2 separate regions of the Canis lupus genome follow, and region 2 is linked to region 1. A link is a contact called in public Hi-C data. All regions are on one chromosome and are shown on one strand. Each heading gives the region's core, a stretch centred on a gene start, on an enhancer-like site or on the middle of the called end of the contact. The rest is flanking DNA. Distances are from core to core; before and after follow the strand shown.

Region 1 (6,239 bases), core at 3,327-5,826:
CTGACTGAATTAAGAGGAAACAAAATTTGAATAGAACAAAAACAAGAAATTGGATTATTAATAATAAAAAATAAAGCTAACCATAAAGAAAAGACCAATTGTCTTCACTGGTGAATTCTACCAAATATTTAAAAAATAATTAACAGAAGTCCTGTACAAACTCTTCCAAAAAGAACACTTCCCCACTCATTTTATGAGGGTGATATTACCCAGACACCAAAACCAGACAAAGGTATCACAAGAAAACTATGGACCAATATCCCTTAAGAGCACAGACACAAAAATCCTCAACAGCACGGCCACTCCAGCACCATGACTAAGTAGAATTCATCCTAGGAAGACAAGGGTTGTTCAACATTAAAAAACAAAACAAAACAAAAAAAAAAACAATGAACGTAATATACTACATTAATAGAATAAAGGACAAAATGACATGATTGTGTCAAATGCTTTTTGTGATTCTATTGAAATAATCTAGTACTCTTTTATGTTTTTTTTTAATTTTTAAAAAGATTTTATTTTTATTCATGAGAGACCTGAGCCAAAGGCAGATGCTCAACCACTGAGCCACCCAGGCGCCGCTCTTTCATGTTTTAAAAAAAGTCTCAACAAACTAGGAATAGGAGGGTACTTCCTCAACCTGATAAAGGGCAACCACAAAAAACTCAGAGCTCATATACTTAATGGTGAAAGACCGTGCTTTCCCCTGAGGTCAGGAAGAAGACAAAGATGTTCCCTCTCACCACTTCTAATCATCATTGTACAGAAGGTTCTAGTTAGAGTAATTGGGCAAAAAGAAAAAGCATCCAGTTTGTTAAGGAAGATGTAAACTATTAGAGCTAATAAATAAGTTTGGCAAGGTTGCAGGTTAAAAGATCAGGGTTCAAAAATCAGTTGTATTTCTAAATACCAGTAATAATCTGAAAATAAGATGAAGAAGGCATGCTGTTTATAATATCATCAAAAACACCTAGGATTAAAACAAAAAGAAGTGCAAAATCTCTATAGTGAAAACCTATAAAACATCGTTGAAAGAACTTAAAGGAAAGACATCCTGTGTTCGTGGATTAGAAGACTTAATATTTTTAAGATAGAAATAACTTCCCCAATTGATCTTCATGTTCAGTGTAATCCCTATCAAAAATCCCAGCTGGACTTTTGCAGAAATTGACAAAATGATCCCACAATTTGTATGAAAGTACAAGGGATCCAGTACAGCAAAATGAGCTTGAAAGAATAGAAAAAGTTCAAGTACACTTCCTGATTTCAAAATTTAAAAACAAAGGTATAGTAATCAAATTGTGAGGTGTTAACAAGGATAAACATGTAGATCAGTGAACGGAATTGAGAGTCAAGAAATAAACCCTTACATTTATGGTCAGTTGGTTTCAACAAGGACCATTTGGTGGGGAGGATATAGTCATTTTAACACATGAAGCTGGGACAACTGGAAAGCCACATGGAAAAGAATAAAGTTGGACCCTTATCTCACACCATATATAAAGATTAACTCAAAATGGATCATAGACCTAAGGGTAAGAGAACACATAGGCATAAGTCCTTATGATTTTGGATTAGGCAGTGGTTTCTCACAAACCAAGAGCACAAACAACAAAAGAAGAACTAGATAAATTGGATTTCACCATAATTAAAAATATTTTATATCAAAGAGCACTATCAAAGTGAAAACACAATCCACAGAATGGGAGAAAATATTTGCAAATCATGTGTCTGTTAAGCAACTAGTGTCTAAATCATAACCCTTAATAGTAAAAGAACAAATGCCTCAACTTAAAAATTGGACAGACATTTTAAAAAATGGCCAAGGATTTGGATAGACATTTTTTAAAAATTCACCTACAATTAACATAGTGTTATATTAGTTTCAAGTGTGCTACATAATTCAATTCTATACATTTCTCAAAGTTTATCGAGATAAGTGTGCTTTTAATCCCCTTTATCTATTTCACACATCCCCCTACCCACTGTCCCTCTAGTAACCACCAGTTCTCTATATTTAAGAGTCTGAGAGGTTTTTTAGGTCTTTTTTCCCCCTTTGTTCATTTGTTTTGTTTCTTAAATTCCACATATGAGTGGGGCGCCTGGGTGGCTCAGGGTTGACATCTACCTTTGGCTCAGGTCGTGATCCCAGGGTCCTGGGATCGAGTCCTGCATCAGGCTTACTGCAGGGAGTCTGCTTCTCCCCCTGCCTGTGTCTCTGCCTCTTCCTCTGTATCTCTAATGAATAAGCAAATAAAATCTTAAAAAAGAAAATTCCACATATGAGAAAAATCATATGGTATTTGTCTTTGACTGATTTCACTTAGCATCATACCTTCTGGTCCATCATGTTGCTGTAAGTGGTAAGATTTCATTCTTTTTTTTATGGCTGAGTAATATTCCTGTGTGTGCCTGTCTGTGTGTATCTCCCATGTCTTCTTTATTCATCTATCTCAGTGGACACTCTGGTTGCTTCCATATCTTGGCAATTGTAAATAATGCTGCAGTAAACATAGGGGTGCATGTATCTTTTTGAATAGCGAAGGAAATCATCAACAGAACAAAAAGGTAACCTACTGGTTGGGAGAAGATGTTTGCAAATGATATATCCAATAAGGGGTTAATATCCAAAATATATAAAGTACTTTTATACCTCAATACACAAAAAAAAAACCCAAACAACCCACTTAAAAATGGGCAAGGGACCTGAATAGACACTTTTCCAAAGCAGACCTACAGATGGCCAATGGATACATAAAAAGATGTTCCATTACTTACCATCAGGGAAACATAAATCAAAATTACAATGAGATGTCACCTCACATTTGTCAGAATGGCTAAAATCAACACAAGAAACAACAGGTATTGGCGAGGATGTGGAGAAAAAAGCCCTTATGCACTGTGGTGGGAATGCAAACTGGTGCAGCCACTCTGGAAGACAGTATGGAAGTTCCTCAAAAAATGAAAGAATTGTCTTATGACTCAGTAATTGCACTACTGGGTATTTACCCAAAGAAAATAGACATTCCTTTAGAGAAGATCTTATAAATGGTCAATAAACATATGAAAAGATGCTCCATATCTTTAGTCTTCAGGGAAGTACAAATCAAAACCACAATGAGATACCACTAGGATGATTATAATAAAAAAAGATGGACAATAACAAGTGTTGACAAGGATGTAAAGAAATTGGAACCCTCATATGCTGCTGGCTAGAATATAAAATGGTGCAACTATTTTGGAAAACAGTTTGGCAGTTCCTCAAAAGATTCCATATGACTCAGCAGTTCCATCCTTAGCTCTCTATAGAGCCAAGAGAATTAAAAACATATGGCTATACAAAAACTTATACACAGATATTCAGAGCAGCATTATTCATAATAGTTGAAAAGTAGAAACAGCCCAAGTGTCCATCAGTTGATGAATGGGTAAACAAGATGTGGATATCCACACAGAACACCGTGCAGCTACAAGCTGAAGCATGGACACATCTACAGCGTGGATGAACTCTGAAAGTGTGCTAAGTTGAGACCAGTCAGGTAGAGAGAAGGTTGTATGATATCGGAGGTTTCCATTTGTGTGAAATGCCGGAATAGGCACATCCGTAGAGATGGAGTCATTAGTGTTGCCAGGGCCCGGGGGAGAGGAGTACCGAGTGACTGCTAATGAGTACATGGTTTCTTTTTAGGGTGATGAAAATATTCTGGAATTAGATAGCGATGACTGTTGCACAACCTTGTGAATATTCTAAAAATCACTGATTTGTATACTTAAAAAAAAAGTGTTCTCTTTCCAGTGCATTCTTGCCTCATGAAGATTCCGAGCTGAGTGATTAAATGCAGCCATCCATTTTAGTCCCACTGGGGCTTGGTGGGAGGCGAAGGATACCTCTGTGAGAAGTCTGTAAGGGGGTGAGGGGACACACATGGATGTAACATTTTACAGACAGAAGGCAAGGCACTTCTCCTCCTTTGCAGAAAAGTTGTTCAGACTTCTGGTCATTTGGGGTCTCTTTATCTGTTGTTACCTGCCTTAATTCCCTGTGGTGTTTGTGTTGTGTCTTCGCAGTGCCGATGGGGAAGTGAAGCACTGTGTGATCTACAGCACTGCTCGGGGCTATGGCTTTGCAGAGCCCTACAACCTGTACAGCTCCCTGAAGGAGCTGGTGCTCCATTACCAGCAGACGTCCCTCGTGCAGCACAACGACTCCCTCAACGTCAGGCTTGCCTACCCTGTCCACGCACAGATGCCCTCACTCTGCAGATAAAGAGGGAGTGGGAAGAGAGGTGGCTCTCTAGCATTTTTTTTTCTACAGTTTTTATTAGACTATGAGGGCATTCTTTCTACGTAGACTGCTTGTTTTGCACAAGAAGTGATTCTGTGAATGTGGAGAGGCCGAGCAGTAGCCGGCCAGGATGGGGGCACAAGAGGCCTTGAGGTTCTCTGAGACTCAGCTGTGCCGCTGCACTGACATAGGAAGCTGGAAGCAGATGTTGTTTTTTTGGAAAGTCTGTTTCATTGGGGTTTTTGTTTTGTTTAGCCAGGCACCCTCTACAGAACACATTAGGCTTGATGGGGGTGGGGGGTTATATCTGGAAATCTCTGAAAGAGTCCTCGTCCTCTCTTGGTCTTCGACTCTGAGAATGTGGCAGGGCATGGCTCCTGGGGAGTTCTGTTTTGATCTGACAGTCTCTCTCAACTTCCTCCCAAAACAAAGGCTGTTTTGGTTCTGTGGTAGAATGGCATTTGGTGAAAAACACAACCAAAGGAAAATGGGGAGACCTGGGATTTCATGTAGAGAATCTTAGTCAAGTACCTTCAACAGAAGGTACTTTATTAACTAACATAAGTTAGGGGTCAGCATCTCAGTAGCTCCTCCCTCTAAAGAAGCATTATGTTTAGAAACCAAATTGATCTCAGCAGAACAATGTTCGTTGCCAGACTAAGGTCTGACGGAAGAAGACAGCACTAGTATCTGAATGCACACTTCTGTACCAAAACTTGAAAGTGAAAGGAAAACTAGAATTGTTAGTTTTAGCAAACACTAAAATTGGTCAGTGTGACTCCTTCTGCCCTGCCCTTGTTTCTCAGAGATGAGGAATAGTGTTCTTTTTGTGGGCATGGTGAGCTTTGAATCATAAAATGAAGTTGGTGCTTGTGTGGTGTTTCCTTAGCCTAAAGAATGATCTGTTGTTGAAAACCTTTGTAACTTGTTTGTATGAGTAAAGAAAAGGTGCAATCCAGTGCTTTTAGATGGCTTGATATACCAAATAATGATATAGAACAACAGTCTTCTATGTGCTTCCCCAAATTTAAAGGCCCTACAGAAACTGTAAACGTGATTTCCCTTCATCTCCCTGTCCTTTGCAGGGTAGGGCTTAGGGGAGCCGTAGGTGGCTAAGGTTGTAGCAGGAAGGGAGCCAGACTGTTGTCAGGGACCTCAGTAATTCAGAGACTCGGAGGCTCTGGTGTCTAGGGTGAGGGTCATCCACGTTACCCATGTGCTTCAATGCAGTGGTTTCTGAAACTTTTGTAAGGAGAGAAAATAATGGCGTAGAGTTTAGACTGTTAGTAAAAGCCATCTGGAAGTTTTTCTCTTTGCCGTTTTTGTGAGCCTGCCATTAAGATGATGTGCACAGACTGTCCTCATGCTCCAGTGGCCCTGATTTTAGGCCAGGAATCTTCTGCTCCATGTGGTTTAAGCCTTCCAGCTGAGTGGAGTTGGAGGCAGGCTCTATTCCTACCTCCATTATGCCCCACCCCCACCAGTCAACACTCATTCGACAAATAGAGTTCAGCTGCCTCTGAGCCAGTGCTGGAACCATAAGAGGCTCAGAGTGAGTCAGCTGTTTGAGTCCAAAGCTGTGCAGTCAGGCATCCTGGCTGAACTAGAGAAGCAGCCGGTATCTGGGTCTTGGTACGTAAGGTTTACAGCTAGAAAAGCTCCAGTTTATGGAATGGAAGAAATAAATACTGCTTTCCCTGAGCACATATCTTGGTGACAGGGTCTAGAATGGACCATAACGTAACAATAGATTACAAATTTTGGAAAAACTGCCAGAATTACTAACAATGAGGATAGGAAGGAAAGGGCCTATCTTCGGCTTTTCTTTGGTTCCATTGCAGTTTCAGGATTAGGTGAGGCAGACAAATGAACCCCTCCCTCCAGTGTCATGTTCTGACCTAAGCCCTTAACTGAGAGCCAGCTGCACATCTCTTCTCCACATTGCCAGGTTGAA
Region 2 (6,273 bases), core at 3,533-6,032, 78 kb after region 1:
CACCCTAGTCATCTCAATGGATAGTAGGATCAACGACTAAAGCACCCTTTGCAATCTTCTGTGATACTGTCGAATGAACTGTGGCCACATTTGGAGAGATCTCAGCCTTCAAAATTTCTTCCCTCCATCAACTAGCAGGTATGCAAATCTGACCCCCCCCCCCCCCGCCCCCGCCACTCTCCTCCATGCAGGAGCTGCTGCAAACCCATTTAGGAGGTCTGTTTCCCAGTCTGAAGCAACAGAGTATGAAGTAGAATGAATAGTTGCAGACCCCTTCACCTCTCTAATCTCGAAATCCCAAAAGTCCAGCTGCTCAGAGAAACTTGAGAGAACTCAGTAATTGGCTAACATGTGGCTATTCCCCTTCAGAATTTAGAGTGAGGAAAAGCCCACTTCTGGTTCTTCTATAAAATATAGAAGAATCTGGGGGTCATTTAAGGTCAAGGACTTTCAGATGTTATTTCAGAGTAACATCCATGACAATGTCCCTGTGCAGACTGAGAAACTAGACTTCCAAATTTATTCTGAGGTCAGTATTATAGATACCAAAACCTGGCAAAAACACTACAAAAAAGGGAAAACTACAGGCCAATATCTCTGATAAACATAGATGCAGAAATCTGCAACAAAATATTAGCTAATCAAATCCAACACATTAAAAAAAAAAAAAAAGCCACCCACCACAATCAAGTGGCATTTATTTATTCCCAGGATGCAAGGGTGGGTGAATATTTGCAAATCAATCAATGTCATATATCACATCAGTAAGAGAAAGGACAAAAACCATATGATCATTTCAATAAATGCAGGAAAAGCATTTTTTTAAATTTATTTATTTATGATAGTCACACAGAGAGAGAGAGAGAGAGGCAGAGACACAGGCAGAGGGAGGAGCAGGCTCCATGCACCGGGAGCCTGATGTGGGATTCGATCCCAGGTCTCCAGGATCGCGCCCTGGGCCAAAGACAGGCGCTAAACCGCTGCGCCACCCAGGGATCCCAGGAAAAGCATTTTTGTCAGCATAATATCCATTCATGAAAAAAACTTTCAACAAAGTAGGTTTAGAGGGAACATACCTCAACAAATTAAGGCTATATCGAAAACCCATAACAAACAGCATACTCAATGGGGAAAACTGAGAGCCTTTCCCCTAAGGTCTGGAACAAGACAAAAAGATATCCACTCTCATCACTTTTATTCAACATAGTACTGGAAGTCCTGGCCACAGCAATCAGACAAGAAACAAAAGACCAAATTGGTAAGGAAGAAGGAAAACTTTCACTATTTGTGACGTGATACTATATATAGAAAACCCAAAAGACTCCACCAAAACACTGCTAGAATGGAAAAATGAATTCAGTAAAGTCAGAATACAAAATCAATATGCAGAAATCTGTTGCATTTCTACACATCAATAATGAAGTAACAGAAAGAGAAATTAAGAAAATAATCCTATTAACAATTGTACCAAAAAGAATACCTAGGAACAAAATTAAGAAAGGAGGTGAAAGACCTGTATTCTAAAAACCATAAAACACTGATGAAAGAAATTGAGTATGACACAAACAAATTTAAAGATATTCCATGCTCGTGGACTGGAAGAATAAGTATTATTAAAATGTCCATACTATCCAAAGCAGTCTCCAGATTTAATGCAATCCTATCAAAATACCAACAGGGACACCTGGCTGGCTCAATCAGATCATGTGATTCTTGGTCTCAGGTCTGTTAGTTTGAGCCCCATGTTGGGTGTGGAGATTACTTAAAAAAATAAAATATTGGGGGTGCCTGGATAGCCCAGTCAGTTAAGCATCTGCCTTCAGCTCAGGTCATGATCCCAGGGTGCTGGAATCGAGCCCTGTTTGGGCTCCCTGCTCAGTAGGAAGTCTGCTTCTCCTTCTGTCCTTGCCCCTGCTCATGCTCTCTCTCAAATAAATAAAATATTCAAAACAAATTTTTTTAATAAAATAAAAAAACCAGTAACATTTTTCATAGAACTAGAAGAAATAATCTGAAAATGTGTATGGAACCACAAAAGACCCTGAATAGCCAAAGCAATCTTGAAAGAGAAGAAGAAAATTGCAGGGATCACAACCGCAGATCTCAAGATATAATACAAAGCTGTAGTAATAAAATAAAAAAAAAAAAAGCTGTAGTAATTTTAACAGTATGGTACTGGAACAAAAATAGAGAGACGTAAATGCATGGAATACAATAGAGAGCCCAGAAATAAACCTATGATTATATGGTCAATTAATTTTCAACAAATGGTGTTGGGAAAACTGGATAGCTACATTAAAAAAAAAAATGAAGCTGGACCACTATCTTAAACCATACACAAAAATAAACTCAAAAATGGACTGAAGACCTAAATGTGAGACCTGAAACCACAAAAATCTTAGAAGAGAAGACAGGCATTAATTTCTCTGACAGGGCAGCCCTGGTGGCTCAGTGGTTTAGCACCGCCTTCAGCCCAGGGGCCTGATCCTGGAGAGACCCAGGATCGAGTCCCTTACCAAGCTCCCTGCATGGAGCCTGCTTCTCCCTCTGTCTGTGTCTCTGCCTCTCTCCCTGTGTGTGTCTCTCTCATGAATAAATAAATAAAATCTTTAAAAAAAAAAAAAAACTCTCTGGCATTGGCTATAGCAACATTTTTCTAGATAGGTCTCCTGAGGCAAAGGAAACAAAAGCCCAAACAAACACACACAACTACTGGGACTATACCAAAATAAAAAGCTTTAGCACAGCAAAGGAAACCATTAACAAACCTAAAAGACCATCTATTTAATAGAAGTCATTTGCAAACGATATATCCACTAAAGAGCTAATATCCAAAATATGTAAAGAACTGATAAAACTCAATACCAAAAACTTACAAATAATCCTATTTAAAAATAGGGAGAAGACATAAAGAATTTCTCCAAAAAAGACATACAGATAGCCAACAGCCACTGAATAGTTGAATAGTTGTTCAACATCATCCCTCATCAGGGAAATGCAAATCAAAACTACAATATTACCTCACACCTATCAGAATGACTAAAATCAAAACCACAAGAAGTAACAAGTGTTGGCAAGGATGTGAAGAAAAAGAAACACTCGTGTACTATTGGTGCAAATGCAAACTGGCACAGCCACTGTGGAAAATAGTATGAAGGTTATCGAAAAATCAAAAATAGAACTATCATATGATCCAGTAATTCCACTATTGCGTGTTACAAAGAGTATAAAAATACTAATTTGAAAAGGTATATGTACCCCTATGTTTACTGCAGCATTATTCACAAGAGCCAAATTATGGAAGAACCCAAGGGTCACACTGATAAGTGATTAGATAAAGAAAATCTATTATATATAATATATATGTGGGTGTGTGTGTGTGTGCACGCGCGCATGCACAATGTAATATTACTGAGCTATCAAAAAAGAATGACATCTTGCCATTTGCAACATATGGATGGCTCTCTAGGGTAAAATGCTAAGTGAAATAAATTAGTCAGAGAAAGACAAATGCCATATGGTTTCACTAGTATGTGGAATTTAAGAAACAAACCAACTGAATAGACTAAAAAAAAGAGGCAAAAACTCCAGAATCTTAACTATAGAGAACAAACTGGTGGTTGCGGGTGGGGGGGATAAGTGAAGAGTATTAAGAGTAAACTTTTATCAGCATTGAGCATGGAGTAATGTACAGAATTGTAATTGCAATAAATATTACAGTGTAAATTATATTGGAATTATAAAAAAAGTAAATAAGTGAGTCAGATAGATAGATAGATAGATAGATGGAAAAAAGACTGAAGCTAGAGTGGGAGAAAAGGTGTGTTCGTTCAGTCAATAAAAGGTGCTACTTGGAAATAAACTCATGATTTATCTCTTGTCTAGATTACTTCAACAGCTTCCTAACTATCCCTGGTTTACTCTTGTCTCACATTCCCAGTGTGTTCTCAGTACAACTAGTCATAGTAATCTTTTAAAAGTATAGATCAGATTATTTACTCTGGCCAAAACCTTCCAAAAGCTAATTTCACATAGAGATCATTAGCTACTAGAGTCACTGCACGCTAATTATTCCTGCAACCTGAAATGTCCTTTCCTCAGTAATACAATGGTAAAAATCTCTTACCTCTTTCAAGACTTTACTAAAATGTGACCTTCCCCACTTCCCTGTATGATTGATACTGTGACATGCTCTCCTCTAATCTCCCTTACTCCATTTTTTCTTTTTTTTTTTTTTTTAATGGCAGCTCTTCTTGGATTAACCATGTATTTTTTAAACATGTGCTTCATTGATTTGGAAATTATACATTTTTTTACTTTCTTTTTAAAAAAACAGAAATTATTATTACTAAAGTTTTAACGAGTACTCCTGTCTTAACAAAGTCTAAGGTCAGCCAGCATCTCAACACTCCTGAACAAAATTAAAAGATCTTAACTCCAATTCTCCCCATCCCCTTTCAATTTACATATTATTTGGTCCAGTATCTCAGGTCTAGCTTGTTTTATATTGCCAAATGAATAATTATATTATTTTATGCAAGAAATGCTTGCTTAAATTTATTCATATATTTTCCAGTTTCTTTGCTAAGCATTTCCTCTTGGATCTCACATTGTTTCTTGGCAATGATTTCAGTGAGAATCTGACAGTGATAAATCTTCTCAATTTTGCTGTTTATCTGAAAATGTCTTTATTTTATTCAATGACTTTCAAGGATAATTAAACATGTATGGAATCCTACAACCTCTTGTTGAGAGTGACTTTCTCCTCAATATCTTAAAGATATTCCATTGTTTTATGGCTCCTGTTACTGCTATTAAGAAGCCTCCTTTTTGGGCAGCTCTGGTGACTCAGTGGTATAGCGCCACCTTCAGCCCAGAGCATGATCCTGGAGACCGGGGATCAAGTCCCACATCAGGTTCGCTGCATGGAACCTGCTTCTTCCTCTGCCTGTGTCTCTGCTTCTCTGTCTGTGTCTCTCATGAATAAATAAATAAAATCTTTTGAAGAAAGAAGAAGAAGAAGAAGAAAGAAGAAAGAAGAAAGAAGAAAGAAGAAAGAAGAAAGAAGAAGAAGAAGAAGAAGAAGAAGAAGAAGAAGAAGAAGAACCACCACCAGCTGCCTCCTTTTGGGACTGTTATTCCTTTGTAGTTAATTTTTCTTTTTTATCTAGTTTTTTTTTTTTTAACCATTAACTTTGTTTTTTAGATATAATTCACATACTATATAATTCAACCTTATAAGGTATACAATTCAGGGTTTTTTAGCATACTCACAAGGTTATACAACTACCACTGCTAATTCCAGAACATTTTCATTACCCCCAAAAGATTTCCTGCAACCCATAAACAGTCACTCCCCATCTCCCTCTTCCTCCCCCACCTCCCTTACCAGGCAACCACCAATGTACTTTCTATTTCTATGGTTTCACCTATTCTGGATATTTCACAGAAATGGAATAATACGGATGCCTGGGTGGCTCAGTAGTTGAGCATCTGCCTTTGACTTAGGGTGTGATCCCACTCTGGAGACCAAGTCCTGCATCGGGTTCCCTGTGAGGAGCCTGCTTCTCCCTCTGCCTATGTCTCTGCCTCTCTTTGTGTCTCTCATGAATAAATAAATAAATTCTTTAAAAAAAATGGAATAGGGGATCCCTGGGTGGCTCAGCGGTTTAGAGCCTGTCTTTGGCCCAGGGCGTGATCCTGGAGTCCCAGGATCGAGTTCCCTGTTGGGCTCCCTGCATGGAGCCTGCTTCTCCCTCTGCCTGTGTCTCTGCCTCTCTCTCTTTCTCTCTCTCTCTCTCTGTCTCTTGTGAATAAATAAATAAAATCTTTTTTAAAAAATGGAATAACATGTCATGTGGTCTTTTCTGTCTGGCCTCTTTCAGTTAGCATAATGTCCAGATTCACCCACGCTGTAGTATTTATCAGTACTTCATTTCTTTTTATGGCTAAATAATATTCTATTGTGTGAATGTCATATTTTATTTATCCATTCACAAATTGATGGGCATTTGGGTTGTTTCTATTTTTTGGCTGCTTCAAATAATATTGCTATGAACATTTGTGTACTTGTACATTTATCTGTTTTCAATTTTTTTTGGGTGGACTTTCTTACTGAACTCATGTGTTAGCATTCTTTTAGCTTTTGTAGATTCTTGAGGGGTTTTTTTTAAAGATTTTATTTATTTATTCATGATAGACATAGAGAGAGAGAGAGAGGCAGAGACACAGGCAGAGGGAGAAATAGGCTCCATGCTGGGAGCCTGACACAGG

What was found. Hi-C and Micro-C count contacts between places; a contact is called where the count stands out from the background.
Region 2: a Hi-C map of blood shows a contact between it and region 1, with 2.5 times the contacts expected there. The contact joins two enhancer-like sites. A contact is called at or near these places in 2 of 9 Hi-C or Micro-C datasets (blood and liver).

Annotation. Positions count from the first base shown.
Region 1 is chr15:14,440,770-14,447,008 of UU_Cfam_GSD_1.0, forward strand. LOC100856339 (phosphatidylinositol 3-kinase regulatory subunit gamma) reads left to right here. Exons shown (of 13, transcript XM_038558194.1): 12 at 4,069-4,286. The coding sequence ends at 4,267. Among named protein-coding and RNA genes, the nearest start is that of TSPAN1, 150 kb to the left of the region's middle. Within about 2 kb of position 4,577, at least 8 of the 20 cell types and tissues checked have an H3K27ac peak or open chromatin away from gene starts, as enhancers often do. A contact at or near this core is called in blood, where this site is marked.
Region 2 is chr15:14,518,364-14,524,636 of UU_Cfam_GSD_1.0, forward strand. All of the region lies in intron 5 of MAST2 (microtubule-associated serine/threonine-protein kinase 2), which reads right to left. Among named protein-coding and RNA genes, the nearest start is that of MAST2, 140 kb to the right of the region's middle. Within about 2 kb of position 4,783, at least 1 of the 20 cell types and tissues checked has an H3K27ac peak or open chromatin away from gene starts, as enhancers often do. A contact at or near this core is called in blood, where this site is marked.